Regions from separate parts of the Mus musculus genome. Here all the other regions are linked to region 1. The links are chromatin contacts, called in public HiChIP or PLAC-seq maps. All regions are on one chromosome and are shown on one strand. Each heading gives the region's core, a stretch centred on a gene start, on an enhancer-like site or on the middle of the called end of the contact. The rest is flanking DNA. Distances are from core to core; before and after follow the strand shown.

Region 1 (4,489 bases), core at 553-3,052:
ATAGAATTCAGATAATCGGGCTTACATAGCAAGAGCTTTTATTTTCTGAGCCATCTCATAAGCCAGACAGCAAATATTTTAACCAAGTTCACATAAGCTTTCAGGAGTGATCTTGGTAGGAAGCAGGCACCTTGGGGAGAATTTTCCATTTTCTTCATGAATTGTCCTTCAATGTTTGCCCAGAACAGTAGAAAGCACATTTAAGGATGCCGAGAAGGATAGATGTGAGCTCCTATGACTTCCTGTTGTTGTGGTAGCTAAGATACTCTCAAGTGCGGTCCAGCACAGCTGCAATGCTGTCAAGCAGAGATGACCACAACCTTCTCTGTAGTCCTGCAAGTCTCTCACACCCGGGACACAGGCACGACCCTTTTCCTTTCTATAATATTTGATTTCCTGTCAAGGGGCTAAGCCAACGGAGCCAAGGGTCCAGATGTTCCCACTACTCCCATCAGTGGCCCCGCCTCCCCCCACCTGCACTGAGACCTCTTGCTCCAGGGAGATGCATCTTCCCTGTGTACATTTGACACCATCTGGAGACACAAATGCGTGACTCCTATTGCCTTCCCTATGCGCAGCAGACTCTGCACTAGGAATGAGTTATAGTTTTTATTTGTTTCTTTCTCTTTCCCTCGAGTCTTTGCTGTACCTTTGCATTAGCAATGTAACACACATGGTGAGAGGCTTTCAGATACAGGAAAGCATGGAGATGATCAGAACCTCCTCTGAAAGCAGCATCTTGCCAGGGCTTCCGGTGATACTCTGACATTTGTACTCTGGGCTGGGTGACACGTGCAGCTTGACATGTAGGCAGAAGACATGGTCTGCAGTAGGACCGGATGCTGCCTTTTTGGTTGACCTTGGTGTCTGGAAGGCTTAGGAATTATCTGCATTTCAGTAGGAATGCAAAGGGTCAGCTTCAGATCTGGGGGTGGAAGATAGATAATAAATTCCCATCTCCACAGACATCCATGCCACAGCTGGAACTGGTGAGCTAGCATTATGATCTTCTCTGTGGCTTTCCTCCCTAAATGTTATTTCCCTAACTCCCTAAATGTTAGCTGGAAACAGGGGAGGGTGGTCAGGAATATCCAGGTGAGCTCAGACATGGTCATACACATCCTTATGAAAGGAGCACCGGGAGATGTGACATACATGGGGAGAAGCTCACATGACCCTGGAGGCAGTGATGGAAGTGAGCCAAGCCCAAGTCAACACCAGAAGCTGGAGAAGGAGGGGGAGGCTTCTCCTCTGCAGTGTCCAGAGGGATGGAAGCCTGTCTGTATCGTGGGTTGCCACTTATTTCAGACTTCTAGTCTCTTTGTTACTTTAAGCCAACAAGAATGTGGCAGTTCATTGCAGAAATTACAGAAAATCAAGGAATCAAACAGAATAGGCCCTGGTATGGAGCCAGGTCCTGGACCCAAAACACACCCAGTGTCAGAAATCAGGAAGTCAGACAGACAAACAAAAGGATAGAAAAGAGGGGTAGAATCAGGATCCAGTGCACTTCAGGTCCCTCCCAATATATAATTCTCCTCTTTGTGTTTCCAAAAGCTACATGTCCTGGGGCTCAGAGATGTGGTTCCATCTCAGCACAGATTCGTACTGAGGGAGCTGCATGCTATCCAACCTGTGAGGATTCAGACAAAGCCCTTCAGGCATATGGCTCTCCAGAGTGTCCAAACGTGAAGCTGACACCTCAAGAAAGAACCATGTCCTGTCAGAATGAAACAGGGATGTGCCTGAGATGCCAGGGGTGGGTGGTAGCACCCATGCACTGGCTCTGAGGGAGCAGGGTTAATGGCTCAGAAGTGGACTCATGTATTAGTCAGCCTTTCAGCACTGTGACAGGATCCTTGATGTCTATACCTTAAAAGGAGGATTTGGGTTTGTGGCTTCAGAGGTTTTGTGGGCCCCATTGCTATGGACCTGTGATAAGGCAGAACATAACCATGGAGGGAGGAGCTGTGTGGTGGATGCTGCTCACCCCAGGGAAACCAAGAAGCAGAAACAGGGGCAAGATAGACCTTTCAAAGACATGCCCCTGGTGACTCACCTCTTCCAACCAAACCCTCTCTCCTTCTAGTCCCTTTAGGTTATGAACTCATTAGTAGGGTAATTCATTGGTAAGGTTGAAGTCAGAGTCCTCACTGAATCAGATCATTGATGAAGCCCGAGTCTTTATGATCCCTTCAATTCCCAGCAGCACTCTCACCTGGGGATGAAGCCTTTGGAGGAGCACTTCATGTTAGAGTTTGAATATGAAACTTACCTCTTATGCTCATGTTTTGAATACCTCATCCCAAGCTGGTAGCACTAATTTTAGAGGAAACTTAAGGAGGTGGCATCTAGCTGGATGAAGGTCCCTGGGTGTGGGTTCTAGGGACTATATTCTCTCTGGTGTCTTTACCAACCCCCTTCCTGCCTCCTGTTGGCAAAGGGGTGAGTAGCAGCCCCTTTCACAGACTCCTGACACCAGGATGATGCTCTCCCCATACTCATGGGGAAGAGTAACCATGGGCTGAACCCTCTAAAACCACCAGCCAGGATAAATCCTACTCCCTCAAAGGGTCTTTAGAGGGATTTGGTCTCAGTGATAGGAAAAGTGAAATAACACACCCCACATCTAAGCCACTCACAGCCATTTCTAGAATATCCTATCCATCCCCCCTTGTATGTCATATTTCATTAGACGTTAGTTGACTCCTAAGGGAACTTGATGGTGAGTTTGCTCTAAGGGTCTCTCAGTGGCCTTCCTCTGTCCTGGAGATTTCCCCTTGAGGTGTTTGTGCTTGCCACCAGACCCCCTTGGGTCCCTGACTGAACTGGCCAGAGAGCAGCTGTGTGTTGCTCTCAGATTTCTTACAGAATGCTGACATCATGTACAGTCCTCCCCAGAAACACAAGAGCCAGGTGGGTATGAGGCAGAACACCCCACTGATAATTCCAGGCTGCGGCAGTGGGTGGGAGCCAGAAACTGAGAACTGAGGTGGAAGTAGCTGACTGGGCTGGGGGTGGGGACTTCCTGTCTGAGCCTGTGAATGATAGGACAAACCTTCCAGACTTCAGGTGGGGGAGGCTGCTACCCCGGGTTTGTGGGCAATCAGTTACCCTTTCCTCAAAGGCAACGCTGTGAGAGCTGTTGCCCGAGAACAGACTCCCTCCCTTTCCCAGAGCTTGGACAGCTGCCAGAGCCTGTCTTCTGGTCCCACAGTCCTGGACTGATAGAGAGCTTTCGGCCATGGAACTGAGAAAGTATCTGACCTTAGTGGAAAAAGCCATCACATCTCCTAAAAAAAACCTGCTCTTCCTCCAAATGCCAATGAGATAAACACTTCCATTCTCCAAGTGGAGTCTCTTCCAGGCAGGAATAGCTGCTCGTTAAGTTTTCTGCCTTACACTTGTGGTTTCAATCCCCATTGGGAAGTTTTGACCATTTGCTGGGTGGGGATGGGTATACGATTAAGAACAAATGTCTTGGCTGTGTGACTGTCAAAGCCCCAGGGACACTAATGCATCCGTGGGATTCAGACTGTGACTCAGCCCAGGGGCAGTGGCAGTTTACTGAAGAAGAGGCGGCAGGGTGGGTGACTCAGCCTCAGAGACTCCCATGAGCAGACAGAGATGGGACCACCAAGACATGTACAGCTCCAAGAAAGTTCAGAGCAGAGAGACACGGGGTGGGGTATGTATCCTGAGCTCTTCTTTCTCCAAAACGTTGGATGCTTCTAGAGGGCTGTGGGTTAAGACTTAGCCAAACTCTCCAGAGTGGTACAGAGCTAGCAAGCTGTGGCCGCATGGAAAAGTTGGTTTTATTCTCCTAAGTCAAACAAACCTACATACAACCACCCCGAGGCTGTGTAGAAAATAGCATAGAACTTTCTAGAAACTCAACCAATCATCATAACTTCAAAAAGGGCCATGCTTCCTAAAGTGTAGATTGGGTTCTAGGGTGTCCCAGGCTCTAGGTGACTCATTCAGAATGTGTGTATGCCTTCAGGGAAGGACATGGGGTCCTGGACACCTGTAAAGTCCTAGGCAAGCACCATGGGCCCTTGGAGAAACCAGCTCAGCTCTGAGTTCTGTTCCCAATTTTCAGCTTTGCAGAGAAGGTGGGAGAAGCAATTAAACAACATTCTTAGCTCACCCTCCAGCTTTTCTTGTTTGTCTGTCACAGCAAAGGCTTGTGACAACCAGGGGGGCATCAACAGGAAACACCAGCATGCCAAAGGGGACAGAAGGCATTCCTGTAAGCACCAAGTATTGGCTTCAGACTCTGACAGTGTTCTGGTTCAGTGAACAGAGGGTGATTGGAAGTTGGTAGCACAACCTAGGGACCCTGACTTACCTTCTTGATTCTGTACTCCCTGAGTGGCTGAGGTGGCTCCTCTCCATGCATGCTCTGGGAATACTGTAGTCAGAATTTCATTCAGTGTTTGCAGAGTTGACTCTGTCACTGTGTACTTCAAGCTGCCAGGCATCTGTC
Region 2 (4,489 bases), core at 1,176-3,675, 190 kb before region 1:
TCCAAAGTTCTTTAAGTTTAGCAGGGTGTTAGGTTTGACACAGAGGTGGGCAAAGGGGCAAGGTAGCCCAGGGTAAGTTGCAAGCAACTAGGTCCTGGACCTGCAGAATTTCAAACTCTCTGCAGCACTGAAAATTTTAATCAGCCAGCTTCTGCAGATACCTCTTCTTTCCAGGAATCCCCATTCACAGACTCTATATACTGTACTTAAAAGTCAACCAATAACTAGACAATACACAGCCTTTCTTTTCTAAAGTGATGAGAGATTCCTGACTATAAGTATACACTTTGTTTTTACAGGCAGTCATTAAAGTAAGTAAAAAGGAGAGATCAGCTGGAAAAATACTTGGGGTCAGAAGGAAGACACTTAGAATTAGGAGGGGGTCATTGCTTTTGAAAGTTAGGCAAGATTCTTGCCTGGAGCATCAGTCTGTAAAAATGGTCTTTGTTAGGTATGTTTTACAGCCTGGCCTGAACAACCCTGAAAGTGTTGGCAGGAGATACTTCCACAGTGTCAGCTGATGGGGCCCTCTGCCTCTGTTTGACATAGAGATGGAGATTGGAATGTGGGTGTGGGAGGTGTGCACCCCACCTCTAAGGGGCACCTTGGAAATTGTCATGCTCCGAGAGGCTCTGAGAGTCAGTGTCACATGCCATTTCTTCTGGATGCCAAAGGCAGAGGGTATGAAGAAGCAATGGTTTCCTGAGGGTGGCTAGTACCACCTCATGGTATGACAATGGGCTCAGTTGCCCTCAGGGAACTTGGATATGAATCCTGTGATTATGGGGAAAAGCAGTCCACCCTTTGTCCTGCTCCATCTTAGCCAGCAAAGACGACATCCTGTAGGTCCTAGAGGACTGAGGTATAACCATTTGGAGGATTCTAGAAGTTGCAGACTCTTGTTTTGTGAAGTCCTGTCTGATAAGCAGCTCAAGGCTAACTACCTGCTCATCGCTGTCTTGAAGAATGAGTGGCACCTTTAGACACCTTTGTGGGTCCACCCACTTTACTGTGGTACCATATTCAGTCTGTCTGTGGAGCACCCTTTCAGGCAAGTGCTACTATCAAGCTTATGCTACAGAACACTGCAACCTGGGAAGGTGGAGACCTTGGCCAGACAACGTATGCATCTGGGATTTGGTTCAGACCTCTGGCCCACTTTATCTTAGGTCTGGAAACAGAGCTAGTAGCAGGTTCTCTTGCCAATGACTGACCCAGTGGGAGGCAATGGTAAGGAGGGTGAGCCACAGGAGAGGGTAGAGAGTGTGGAAGGGGTTCACATTGGGTGCAGCCCAGAAGCTCTAGAGCACACAGTAAGATGCTCTGCACCCCACTTCTGCCAGCCTTTGGTGCTGGGCTCTTTTCTGGGGCCATGTGTCCATTGCTCAATTACTGACTTCTGAGACAGGGGATAAGATGGGCTTTCCTATCCGTTGTTGAAGCTTCTGAGAGATGGGTTCTCTTAGCCTGAAAGAGGAACGTGGGGGTAGTAGGAGATAGTGGTGTGGTTGCACAAACTCTTGGTCTTAAATTAACCACAGTGAAGAGCTGTAACATGTGCCAGACTCAATAGCTCTAAGCTTAGTGAGAATGGTCCTTCAAGTGAGATTCTTCTGGACTGGTACCCATGAGTGAGTACAGTTGGTGGGCATCTCTGTACAGGGTACTAGGAGGGATTCATCTTCTTGGGAGAGTGAAGGTGACAGCAGGTATAGAGGCTGTCCTAAGAGTCTGAAAGGCTTTCCCCACACACTGAGAACCACATGTGTTTCATTGGGATTTGTATCTTTCATTCCTGTCAGGGTCTAGTATGTGGGAGGAAGGAATGGCTTGGTTATATGAATGAATGAAGAAATGATACAACCAGGCTAATGGCCTGGCAATCCCACCACGGGAAAGACAGGCCTTCTTACGTGATCCATTTCAGTGTCTCCAGGAAATGAGCTGCAGTCTACCCACCATCTCTCAAAATCCTGGCAGCAGATTTGACACATGCCTTGTGTACCTTCCAAGTACTAGCTAAAGATGCAAGCTGTGCAGGTGAGAAGTGGTGGGGTAATTTTGAGGTCCCCAGTGACCCTGCCCATGTCTGGAGAGGTGAGTTGAGGAAACGCTGAGGTGAGGAGGAGGCTCACCCATGGTGACACTTGCTGTTTACAGCTTCTTGGCCATCCGTAACTGAAACCAATGGAAAAAGCCCTTCACCGGTGCTTATAAACCATGAATCAGTGACTGCTCTCACTAACGCCTTTACTGAGTATCTCATTTACTGTGCCTGAGGGAGGGCTGAGGTGGCAGGTGGAACAGAACACTCTTGTGCCAGTTCCTATGAATGGCCGTTGGGCACGCCTCACTGCCCCCCCCCCCCCCAGTCTGTGGCCACAGTAGGAGGGTGGGATGTGTGAGCCTGGCTCTCCTCAGTTACTCATTGCTATGTCATCCACCCACACAGCTACTGATGGTCCTCTCTCCAGAACCATTTATGCCTGTCACCATTCCTTTCTGTGGGCGCTCACCTCTGCAGTTCTGTTTATTATCTGGGGTTGACATGGCTGTCATGTCTCGTGGCTATCATGTCCTATTTAGGAGCAAGGTCTCATCACAGTACATAGAGAGACTTCACCTGGGAGCACCACATGGACATGACATTGCCCTGGCAAGAGGCACTTGCATTGTCCAAGGTGCCAACAAGGCAACTGTGGAAACCCTTCTAGGCTAAAAACAGCACAAGTGGCTCTGGCATCCCAAAGCTCTGTATAAGTTGTGTCTGCTAGAGCACTCTATGGTGTTTAAAACATTTCTACTTACTCCTCTTTATTGGTCTTCATGGTAACCCTGTGAAACCAGCATATTGGTGTTATTCTCATTTGGCCATAAAGGGAACTCAGGAGTAGGTGGCCGGTGTCATATCTGAGCCCTCTCCTAGGCATGCATGTGCCCCCTCCTGGGCATGCATGTGCCCTCTCTTGGGCATGCATGTGTCTGTCTTGCAGCTCCTCCATGCTTCTCCACTGCTAGGTGATGCACATGACATGTGTCCTCTCATTTCTCTGACCTATCCCATCTCACTGTATTCTCTTTCCCTGCCTTCTAGTACTATGTGACCATGCATTTGTTTGTCCCTTATCAGACAAAGGATTTTCCTTCTCAGACAATGAGTACAGATGGTATCTTACACTGTATAACCTTTCGTTCCTGGCTTCTATCACTCAGCATGAGGTTTTCAGGGGAGGTTGGGGAAGAAAGGGTTTATTTTGCTTACATGTTCACATCATAGTTCATCATTGAAGCAAGTGAGGGCAGCAACTAAGGCAGGAAGCTGGAGGCAGGAACTGAAGCAGTAGTCATGGAGGAGCGCTGCTTGCTGGCTTGCTCGGCATGAGGTTTTCAAAATCCACCCAAGTCATAGGATTCTCTTTCTTATAGATGGTTACTATCATATAACTGTCATATTTTGTTTATGCGCTTATCACTAAAAATTTTTATATTGTAATGTGTGTGGTGTCTTCAATAGAGTTAAATGTCAACTTGCCATAGCCTAGGATCACCTGAAAAAGGAATCTCAAGCCAATAATTGATTGTCTTTATCAAGTTGTCTGCGTAGGATTGTTTTGATTATTAATTGATGTGAAGAGGGCAGTCCACTGTGGGCAGCACCATTCCCTAGAGAGATGATCTTTGGCTAGGTTTGGGATGGTAAGTGTTCCTCTATAGTTCCTCCTTCAGGCTTCTGCCTTGAGTTCCTGCCCTGACTTCCCTTACAGATAGGCTGTGCGCCAGAAGGATAAACCCGTTCCTCCCCTAAGTTGCTTTTGGTCAATGTTTTACCACAGCAACAGGGATGTAAGTAGGATACTTTGTACAGACATTTTCCATGGCACATGTGTGGAGGCTAGAGGACAACCTGAGGGAGTTGATTCTCTCCACCATGTGAGTTCCTGAGACTGAACCCAGGTTGTTAGCATTGATCACAATCACCTTTACTGGCTGAGCTGTGTTGCTGGACCTTCACTCACTGTCTGGTGGACATTTATGTTGCTTCCACCTTTTGGCTGTTAGTGATACTACTGTTATGAACATTGGTGTACAAGCTGCTGGACACACACACATTCTATGTGCATGTCTCTTGGGTGTGTAGGAATGGGATTGCTGAAATGTGGTTAACTCGCTTAGTTGGTTAAAGAAACACTAGCCAGCTTTTGAATTTGTGCACTGTCTTCTCTTCTCACCACAGGGTTATGTGTTCCACCTTTTCCTATCTCACCAGTGCTTAGCATCTGAGTCAACCTAGTGTCTGTGAAGTGGTACCTCACTGGGGGTTGCTATGCTACCCTGATGCCTTCCCACAGCATAACCTTCTGCACCCGTCGCCCATTGGCTTATCTTCTTTGGGGCAATGCCTGTTCATGTACCTTTTACATTTCTTAAATTGGGTTGCCTTTTTGTTACTGAACTGTAAGAGTTATTAATGTATTTTTGGTTCAAATTT
Region 3 (4,489 bases), core at 776-3,275, 170 kb before region 1:
TTCAAGTTACCTAAATTCTCATGGGGTCTGGAGAGATGGTGGAGTGGAGAGCACTCGGTATGCACTCGGTATGTCAGTATCAGGACCTGGGTTTGAATACCCAGCCCCCACTTAAGAAACTAGGTGTGGCCAAGTGTGCACCTGCAGCCTCAGCTGTGTGTGTGTGTGTGTGTGTGTGTGTGTGTGTGTGTGTGTGTGTGTGTGTGTGTGGCTGGATGGATAGAGACAGGATTGGATTGCCAAAGCTTGGCAGCTGACAGCTGAGCTCCAGGTTCAGTGAGAGGCCTGTCTCAAGGGAATAAAGTAGAGAAGGACACAGCAGGAACCCGTGTTCTTCTCTGGCACCCAAGTGTACCCCTCTTTCCAGTATGAAAGGGTTTCAGGTTGGGGAGGTCCTTGAGGTTTTTGAGAGATGTACTTTAAAGTGCTTTGAAAGGTACAAAGCTCTGTAGAAACCCGTGTTCCCACTGGAGAGTTTCTGTAGGAGTCTGAGCCAGAAAACCGCCCCCACCCCAGTGTGCGCCCAGAAGGAGACCTCACAATCAGGATCATTATGTATAGAACTCTTGCCCTCTTGCCTTTCGCGCTGGCAAACAGAACTCTGGTTAGCGGCAAGCCAAGGAGACGACGCTAATTGCTGGGTTTGATATTTGAAAAGAGAGATTATTAAGCGAGGTCTCAGTTCAGAAACTTCAAGAAGAAATGGGAGGGTGTGGTGAGGGTGGAGGGGGGGAGATTGCATTTCCTGTTTTTCTTTCTGATGGTGGTTGAAAACCATGGATACCCACGGAGAAATTCCAAAACTCATTCTTTTTCCTGCAGAGGCCTGGCCTAAAAGGTGATGGGTAGAAGTGGCAAATTCATTAATTTTTTTGTAGCTATTGAAGTGCATTTAAACTATTTAATTTTTTTTACTTTATGTGTATGAGTGCTTTGTCTGCATTTATGTCTGTATACCGTATGTGCCTTGTGGGCTTGGAGGTCTGATGGGGGTGTCAGATCCCCTGGACCTAGATGGTTGTGAGCTCCCATGTGGGTACTGGGAACTGAACCTAGGTCCTCTGCAAGAGCAGCCACTGAGCCATCTCTTCAGCCCCTCCATCTTTCTCCTCTCCTCTCCTCTCCTCTCCTCTCCTCTCCTCTCCTCTCCTCTCCTCTCCTCGCTTCTCCTCTCCTCTTCTCTGTTCTTCTTTCCCTTCCTCTCTCCTTCTCTCCCTCCTTCCCTTCCTTCTTTCTTGTTGAGATAGGTTCTCTCTGTCTTTATTTGGTACTTACTGATTCAGCTAAATTCACTGACAGTAAGACCCAGGGATCTGCCTTTCTCTGCCTTCCCAGTGATGGTTTGACACCACATTGGCTTTTTCTTTTTTTAAATTTCTAATGTGTATTTTGGGGACAGACCTCAGGTCCTCTTGCTCAGGCATTAAACATTTTATGGCCTCTGGCAGTCAGTCTGTGGGTTGTGACCCTGATGGGGGTCGAATATCCAATTCATAACATTATGATTCGTGACAGTAGCAAAATTGCAGGTATGAAGTGGCAATGAAGTAATTTTATGGTTGGGGGTCAGCACAGCATGCATTAAAGAGTCGCAGCCCTAGAAAGGTCAAGAACCATGGGGCTAAAGCTGTTTCCCCGACTCTTTCGGGTCTCATCTTTACCACACTTTAGTCTTACCTCAGTAACCAATGACTGAAAAATCTAATTCCTTCTAGCTCATGGTCCATTTCCTCCCCCCACCCCCCTTCTTAGAGCTGGAGTTTGCAGGAGTCCAGCTAAATGCTTGTAAGGCAAAGACGGCCTTCATAGGTGACATCAGCTTGCAGAGCAGGCCAGAAGCAACAGAGCCCCAGGTCTGGTTTTCATTTACAGTTTGGGTCTGTCCTATGGCAGGGAGGGGAGAAGAGGGGTTTGGAGGAAGGAAGGAGAAGGAGGAGGAGAAGAAGGCAGGGGAGGAGGGAGAGAGAGGCGGGAGCGAGAGGAGGAGCAGGAGGAAGCCCTGACTGTACCCCTGGACCCTGTCCAGTTTGGAGTTCAGCCTTTCCCCAAAGGCTGCTCAGTTCTCTAGGCTCCAGCTTCCAGCGAGGATTGCAAGAGGAGACTGTGTCTTCTGATCCTGGATCCTCTGTTCCTTGGTGGAGAAGGGTTGCAGGAAGAAAAGGAGACTTAGCAAGAGAGAACACTATGCATCCTGGTGAAGCGTGATTGAGTTTAGAAGCCCAGGGACACGCGTCTTCAGGTCCGCTCAGGGTAAGTGTGAGTTTTTGCTTATTCGTTTCCTCTGTGGCATGAGGGAAACACTTCAATCAGAAGTGAGTTAGTGGCTCTTACGATCACCCCGTCACTCAGTTTTCTGGACATACTTTAGGAGTCTGCTGCTCTTTCTTTCCTTTGTGGCACAAGGGTTTCTTTAACCTGCTGAAGGTCACGGATTGTCCGATTGTGTCTAGGTTTGCTGCTGCGGGGAGTGTCCTGTGTGTCCCTGCCTGCATGCTATGCACTTCTGACTGGTGCTCTCCTCCAGCTGGCTTGTTAAAAGTCGCTTCTCCTTCCCCAGACCAGCTGCTTTGTTTGCAGAGGCATCTGATGGGAGCATAGGGCAACCTGCAGAGTGGACCCCAGAGAGAGCTCATCTCTTTGGGTTCTCCAAGGGTCATGGGTAGGGGTATACTCTTAAGTGCAGAGAGGCTGGTCAGGCAAACTGCTGTCTTCCGAGTTTGGAGAGATACTGGTGCCAGTTGCAGGGCTGGGCCGGAGCTGCTTAGCCATGGCCATCAAGGCTGCTGCTTCATCATTTTAGGTATCTGAAGTCACTGTTGTAGGATTTGTCCTTTGAGGATGCTTAAGGGAACTGCAGGCCTAAAGCATGCGCAATGTGATACTAGAGCAACTTCCCCAGTGGATAAGGCAAAGCTCGGGACTGGGCTGCCGTGGGTTGTCCAGATGAGAGGCCTGTGCCAAGTTGGGAGGCCCAAGGGCTATTCCCTGGCCATGAGGATGCTGGGTGGGGTTCAGGCCCTCTCTCACTGAGGATGGAAGAGAGTTCCTGGATGGTTGCCAGCCCATTTGGGGATCTATTTCAAGCTACCATGGGATCAATGCAAGGGTGGGGCCAATGGGAAGGGTTCATTGGAGTACTGGAGAAAGGCTAAGAAAAATGAATTTCACAAAAGCCCAGGCAAACTTAGGGACTGGTGTGGACTTCAAGAACAAGTTGTATGAGCACCAGTGGGCACACTACACCCTAGAGAAGTCATTTCTCTCCCTACCCCGAGCTGACTCCAGATGAAAACCCCAGAGTCTCAGAGCTTCAAGGGGATTCATGGGACCTGAGGACAGTTCCCAGCTTCCCAGAGCAAGCTGAAATGTGGAAAAGACTTTAAAATAAAAATCATATTGCTTTTAACAAAAACAATATGGGACCAACTGATTGCTGTAGCTTCCACTACTGGGACTTTTTGACTTCTTTCCTGGGTGATTCTGGGCTAGAAGATTCCAGTGCTGTCATCCTTGGCTTATGGGTGAAGAGAGAGAAGCTCTGAGATGCTGGACTACTGGCCGGGCCCACCTGAGTGTCTGACTTTCAGTAGCATCCTTTCCCATTGATGGAGCCATGGAGTTGATGAGCCAGCAGTAGGGGACCCTTTAGATCTCCATGTGGGATGGGCTGACAGACTGATCCCCTCTGAGGAGACTGTTCATCTGTTACAATCTGTTCAAAGCCATAGGACACTTGACTCAGTTTTCACAAAGGTACACAACTCATGGGGAATGAAGGGAGGCCCACGCGGGATTCCACTCAGGAGGCCAGCTTGATGGCACAGAGGGCTTACAGTAATAGCCTGAATTTTGTGCTGTGGGTTTCTGCTGAGGCTGAAGGAATGGGGTGTAGAACTTCTTTGAGAGAGATTTATGATTGGGGACAGTGGTCCAATGTCTGGGCATCTTTCATCAAGCAAAACTTTACATTGTCACAAAGGGAATATTCTCTCTCTCTCTCTCTCTCTCTCTCTCTCTCTCTCTCTCTCTCTCAGCAGAGGAAAGGCATTCAGCTGACACTGGGTGGGGAAGATGGTCAGGATGGGTGACAGAGAATGGTTCTCCTGGATTTTTTCAGTCTGGGAACTAGAGGGTGTGGCCCCAGTGCCTTCCTTGAGGGTGACTGAGGTATCCTTTGGCCTAAGAGCGTATCTTACCTTGGAGGTGTGTACCACACCCCGTTCTGGTGGAGACCGTCAAGCTTGGGAACCTAATGATGTATCTGAGACAAGATAAGCATGGTTCAGATCGAGAACTGTCTGTGTCTCTGCACTGTGCTGTATCCTATGATAACTGCAATTCTGTGACTTCAGACAGTACAATCTACAATGTATCAATGACCACAGAGTACAGAAAGTTCCTCTATTCACCCAGCTTCTGGAGCTGTGAACTCTGACCTTAGTTTTGGAGTAAAACCTACAGACCCCAGTGCTCAAGGCCACGGTCTCCT

The links. HiChIP or PLAC-seq counts read pairs in DNA pulled down with a chosen protein or histone mark.
Region 2: a FOXA1 HiChIP or PLAC-seq map of pancreatic cancer cells shows a contact between it and region 1. The contact joins two enhancer-like sites. A contact is called at or near these places in 9 of 39 promoter capture datasets (the HPC-7 cell line, cranial neural crest, embryonic stem cells and 4 more) and 1 of 115 datasets of contacts at active chromatin or transcription factors (pancreatic cancer cells).
Region 3: a FOXA1 HiChIP or PLAC-seq map of pancreatic cancer cells shows a contact between it and region 1. The contact joins the promoter of Col6a3 here to the enhancer-like site in region 1. A contact is called at or near these places in 8 of 39 promoter capture datasets (the 3T3-L1 cell line, the C10 cell line, cranial neural crest and 3 more), 1 of 15 datasets of contacts at CTCF or cohesin (the NIH/3T3 cell line), 8 of 484 Hi-C or Micro-C datasets (the C2C12 cell line, the HL-1 cell line, liver and 3 more), 8 of 115 datasets of contacts at active chromatin or transcription factors (cardiomyocytes, a colorectal cancer cell line, craniofacial prominence and 5 more) and 3 of 9 other capture datasets (adipose tissue, liver and pancreatic islet).

Annotation. Positions count from the first base shown.
Region 1 is chr1:90,675,329-90,679,817 of GRCm38.p6, reverse strand. It overlaps Gm9991 (a long non-coding RNA gene), which reads right to left. Exons shown (of 3, transcript XR_878398.1): 2 at 4,352-4,489; 3 at 163-925. Among named protein-coding and RNA genes, the nearest start is that of Gm9991, 3.1 kb to the right of the region's middle. Within about 2 kb of position 1,802, at least 26 of the 459 cell types and tissues checked have an H3K27ac peak or open chromatin away from gene starts, as enhancers often do. A contact at or near this core is called in the C2C12 cell line, the HL-1 cell line, embryonic fibroblasts and 2 more, where this site is marked.
Region 2 is chr1:90,864,812-90,869,300 of GRCm38.p6, reverse strand. No RefSeq gene overlaps it. Among named protein-coding and RNA genes, the nearest start is that of Col6a3, 23 kb to the right of the region's middle. Within about 2 kb of position 2,425, at least 17 of the 459 cell types and tissues checked have an H3K27ac peak or open chromatin away from gene starts, as enhancers often do. A contact at or near this core is called in pancreatic cancer cells, where this site is marked.
Region 3 is chr1:90,841,507-90,845,995 of GRCm38.p6, reverse strand. It overlaps Col6a3 (collagen, type VI, alpha 3), which reads left to right and starts at 2,025. Exons shown (of 44, transcript NM_001243008.1): 1 at 2,025-2,250.